2 separate regions of the Xenopus laevis genome follow, and region 1 is linked to region 2. The links are chromatin contacts, called in public Hi-C maps. All regions are on one chromosome and are shown on one strand. The core of a region is the stretch at or near the end of the contact, and the rest is flanking DNA. Distances in the headings are between cores, read along the strand shown. Region 1 has its middle 25 kb from the start of ramp1.L. Region 2 has its middle 37 kb from the start of trpm8b.L.

Region 1 (2,700 bases), core at 72-2,571, 160 kb after region 2:
TACTGAGTAAAACAGCTCATGTGTAAAACCCTGCTTCATGTAAATGAACCATTATCATAATAATATACTTTTTTAGTAGTATGTGCAATTGGGTAATCATAAATAGAAAATTGCCATTTTAAAAAATAAGGGCCGCCCCCTGAGATCGTACGATTCACTGTGCACACATACAAACCACATGTAAGGTCACATGAGCCAATTAACAGACAGAGTTCTGCCTTTTGCTTCCTCACTTCTTCCTGTTACAGTTAGTGTTGTAGTATTTCTGGTCAGGTGATCTCTGAGGCAGCACAGATAGAGTCACGAAATGGTGGTTCAAGGCAAGAGATGTAAAAGGGCAATATTTATGTAAATATATATTCCAGTTTGGTAAGATTCTTTAATATGTCATTCAATTTGATATAAACTATCTGTTGCTTAAGTATTCATTTTGGGGGTATAGTTTTCCTTTAAGTGGAAGATTAAGGACACAATATGTTTTGGTTTTTTTGAATCCACCAATGTAGTCTTGATACAGAAACACAAACTGGGAGTCTAGGAGAACTCTAGGAAAAATGATGGCAGCATGACTAATGTCTAACATGCTTAATATAAGCAATGATTACTGTACCTGGCTAATTAGAAGTTTGATGGTACTCTATGCAGTCATAGCAAAGCATTGTACTACTTCATTGTTGGTAACCCTATTGACTTTATGCAACCTATTTTGTGGTAATTTAATTGTTTTGGCTGATGCACATGATCTAAAACTTGGTATATTCAAACTGTTTTGTGACCACAGTTGTCCATGAAATGACTCCTGTGCTAGATTTCTATATTTTGCTATATGTGTTTTCTAATTAAACCCATTTTATTTGCAACCTTAATCTGTCTCTGTGGTTAATAATACAGATGAATGCAAAAGCTTGGGCATGAATCAGTGTATTGATCATATTGTTAATATAGTGATAGAGATAGGAAAAAACTACTGTATCTACAAGTGAACAACATGTTTTAAAAGAGCTAGGGTAGGATATAAGCAGTCACCCAATGTTTGCCATACAATTGTAACGGTTAAAGGAAAATTAAAGGCTAAAAAATATTTTTGCTGGAAATACTGTATTTTATCATTTGAACTTACTGTAACAGCCCAGATGTCCCTGTAATAATGATACATGCTTTCAGCTTTTCAGTTGTTGATCATGTTGTGCCCTATTATTCAATGCCATTGGCTAGACTCAGCAAGCTGTTGATGTGAGTATACGCAGAGTATATCTGTGTGCTGGTGTTGCCAGTTTCTTAGAAACCAGTGTCTATACATGTCGATCCATAATGGGAGCAGGACACTTGCACTGAACCATAAGCAGCTGAGGACCCCTAGTGATGGATACGTGACACTGACATACGATACATAGAAATGAAAAAGAACTGAAGGCAAATAAAGAATGATATGATGCAAGAAGCCAGTAATGGGCAGCAGTACAGAAAATGACAGTAAAAGAAATACCAAATGTACCATAGCCCTAACTAATAGAACCTATATCATAGACTACTCTTTATCTGTACAAACAGCTATTATATAAGGCTCCATTTACTTTGGATGTTACTGAACTTCAGCTGAATAACTTTATACCAAAATCAATAATACAGAGGCATTAACCATTAAAGGGATCCTGTCATTGGAAAACATGTTTTTTTCAAAACGCATCAGTTAATAGTGCTACTCGAGCAGAATTCTGCACTGAAATCCATTTCTCAAAAGAACAAACAGATTTTTTTAAATTAAATTTTGAAATCTGACATGGGGCTAGACATTTTGTCAATTTCCCAGCTGCCCCCAGTCATGTGACTTGTGCCTGAACTTTAAGAGAGAAATGCTTTCTGGCAGGCTGCTGTTTTTCCTTCTCAATGTTACTACTGAATGTCTCTCAGTGGGACATGGGTTTTTACTATTGAGTGTTGTTCTTAGATCTACCAGGCAACTGTTATTTTGTGTTAGGGAGCTGCTATCTGGTTACCTTCCCATTGTTCGTTTGTTTGGCTGCTGGGGGGGGAAGGGAGGGGGTGATATTACTCCAACTTGCAGTAAAGCAGTAAAGAGTGATTGAAGTTTATCAGAGCACAAGTCACATGACCAGGGGCAGCTGGGAAATTGACAATATGTCTAGCCCCATGTCAGATTTCAAAATTGAATATAAAATAATCTGCTCTTTTGAGAAATGGATTTCAGTGCAGAATTCTGCTGGAGCAGCACTATTAACTGAGTTATTTAAAAAAAAAAAAAAATTCCCATGACAGTATCCCTTTAACTTTTTAACCAAATACATTTTAATAACCAAAGGTGAAAAGTTATCTAAGGCTAATGTTACTAGGGCACATTTTAGCCATAGGTATTTCGGCAAACTAAAATGTACATGAGATTGTCTTTCATTTTCAGTCTGAAAAGTATTCATTCCTGCTCTTCTGTGAAAGATGATCAACAAGTGCTTTTTAGTTGAATTAAATTTGCCAGGCTGAAAAAACACCCCATGTGCCATAACCTAAGCACACCAGTGTAAAAAAAAAAGTATCATACATAGAAGACACCCATGACATAATGCCCTTGAAGTAAAAACCACACACAATGGGTTGCACTGCTGTATTCCATAGTGCAAGTGCAGAAAGTATGTTTGAGAGAGCTGATGAAAAGCCCAGCACTGTGTTACAATTTGTGTTTCAGCA
Region 2 (2,700 bases), core at 164-2,663:
ATAAAATAGGCCAACTTATAAATATTTTGGGGCCCTAAATTGAATTTGCTATGGGGCCCAGTAACAACTAGTTACGCCACTGTCTGTGATCCTGACCCCTGCCTGGTAACCCGACCCGTGCCTGTTTGGACAACTCTTGATTGATCTCCCCGCTTTGACTCTTGCCTGTCTGATGCCGCTAGAATTCTGCCTGCACTGACCCGGCCTGTTTGACTACGATTTCGTCTTATGCTTGAACTGTGACTTTTACTTAACAATCGTGCCCCACTTGCTTGTCCAGAACCCTCGCTTGGCTCCTCTCTTAATAAGACCTGGCGGCATCCAATTAGCCGAGGGCTCCTCCCAAGGTGAAAGGCGGAAGGAGCCGACAACAGGGAGCTTAGCATTGGTTCTGGATTTTGGGTGCCGATTCATGACACTCCCAACATTTTAGAAATAGAAAGAGGGACAAATTGATCTGCTGCACATAGCTTGGCGGCATTTTTCGACCATGCCCATTTTTGTGGCCACAGCCCCTAATTACCATGTTCATTTTACAAAATTTGGCAGGTTATGAAAGCTTGAAAACATTTCTGTGTTTTTTATGTGTTATTACAGTTTTGCTAATAAAGATGAATTGCCCTGTAAGCTCCAAGTCACAGTTTTCCAAAGATATCCGCTTATCTTAAATTGTTACGATTGCTTATCTTAAATTGTTACAATGCTTCTTTGCTTATCTTAAATTGTAACAATTGTTTCTTTGGTTATCTTAAATTGTTACAAAAGTATCAAAGTGCACCTGCTGAGTGTTATGGGCTCTCTGCCAAAAGCCAATTAAGTTTCAGAAACTTTGTATCTTTTTTTTTTTTGGCTGTTCAGTGCAGGAGATCACAGAGAAAGTTGAGACATTTCAGTAACAATCCGGAACTGCGGGTTGAGCTGTCAAAATTGGTACTGTCCCGGAAAAAACGAGACAATTGGGAGGTATGAGTACAGACGCCTTTGTTCACTCTCTAACTTCCACTTCTGAATAATGCTCAAGTTTAGGAATAGGTGGAAGGTCTGGACTGAGAATCAAAATAGGCCCTGGCATTTCAGTCACACAAAGGGCCAAACAGCCCCTACCAGCCCATTAAATAGTGACTTTCTATGGCAACTTACAGCAGCCCCTCTGGCATTTTCCAGAACTCACAGATTGCCAGTCCAGGTCTGATGGGTGGTATGGAGCCTGGAGTATTATGTAAATTGTTTGCACTTACTGCACATAGTAAATGAGCTGTTATGTTTCCTTATTATGATGGTTCAGTAAACTTCAGACAAAGAGGGTGGTTTCTATGGATGTTTTACCACATTCTATCACAAGATGGCAGACTAGTACAAGGAATTTCCATCCTGTGAGACCTGTATGTGAACTTGTAGCCTGTGAATAATTTATGGCTGCAGATGAGATGTGTGTGTGAGGGCTGGGAGGAAGGTTCCAGGAAGCTCAGCAGCCTGCAGGGTTTACACAAATCAATAGAAGCTAAGAGTCCAAAAGCTGCATTGTGCCAGTGGAATAACCCATTGCTTCCTGCATGGTGACGAAAACCAAATGCTTTGTATTGATTCCAACCTGTTGTAATGCTATAAATGTATTTATAATGTATCCACATTCTGAGATAAATGTACTGAACTGAATGTGCAACAGGGATATCTTTTGGCAGGGTTATACGACAGACTGCAGAATTCACTGATCTTAATGCCTATTATTTTTATATCTGTCTGTTTCATGATTTATTGCCCCCACAGAATGGATATGTGGGAGTTGGAGGGGGGGGCTTATATAAATGTTGAGTTGTTTAAATAAATAATTATGAATGATGGTGTCAGGGCAAGGGGTGCATTAGTAGGATTGTAACTGTGTGACTGTATATATTCAGGGGAGTTGGCATCAGGGAGGGGATTGCAGCTGTGCAATAGTGTAAAGCTTTGTTTGAACAACAACTCAATACGACAAGGAAAGGCTGATGGACCACGTGAGAGTTGTAATTTATCAGCAGCTGCAGGTAGGACAGAGGCCCAATAATGGATATGCTGCTCAAGGCCCCACTATGCCCTAAGGGCAGCCCCAGTCACAGCTGGAATGTGGAAGATATCTTAGCTCTATAAGACACGGTAGCATGGTACATACAGTGAGTTTAACAAGGAAAGCCCATTGGGAGACTATTGTGCTGTTTCACTATTTACAGGTGCAAAATGAATTAGCCCAAGGTTTTCTCTTTATTCCGGTGCCTGATGAGTATTACATGTGTGACTGTACTCGGAGGATTAATAATCCTACTGACAGTTTGGAAGCATAAGAATAAATGCTTTGTAGCAATCCCAGGCCTTTCAGTGAAGATGCACAAACCTCCACCAGAATGACAATTTATGGTGCTGCACCTGTTGTTTTTCAGCAGAGCAGGAAGCAATTTTCCTTACACAATATCCAGCTGCGAATGAACTGCAGAGACCTCAGGAATATATGTCCCTCTGGACATTATTATCTTTATTCTTTATCATGGACAGAAGAACAGTAGCCTTAATCATGCTTTAGGGCTCTTACACATGAGCGTTCTGACCTGCGCTCCCCTGCGTTCCGTTTTTTGGCGTTCAGCCACAGGGGAGCGCAGGAATAGATGCAAGTCATTATTTGAAATGGGGCTGTACTCACTCAGGCGCGTGTAGGCGCCGAACGCAGGA

Evidence for each region. A called contact is a pair of places that touch in the nucleus more often than the background predicts.
Region 1: a Hi-C map of the XL177 cell line shows a contact between it and region 2, with 7 times the contacts expected there. The contact joins two enhancer-like sites. A contact is called at or near these places in 2 of 4 Hi-C or Micro-C datasets (the XL177 cell line and the XTC cell line).

The regions. Positions count from the first base shown.
Region 1 is chr9_10L:83,786,895-83,789,594 of Xenopus_laevis_v10.1, forward strand. No RefSeq gene overlaps it. Among protein-coding and RNA genes, the nearest start is that of ramp1.L, 25 kb to the right of the region's middle. Within about 2 kb of position 1,322, at least 1 of the 7 cell types and tissues checked has an H3K27ac peak or open chromatin away from gene starts, as enhancers often do.
Region 2 is chr9_10L:83,624,203-83,626,902 of Xenopus_laevis_v10.1, forward strand. No RefSeq gene overlaps it. Among protein-coding and RNA genes, the nearest start is that of trpm8b.L, 37 kb to the left of the region's middle. Within about 2 kb of position 1,414, at least 1 of the 7 cell types and tissues checked has an H3K27ac peak or open chromatin away from gene starts, as enhancers often do.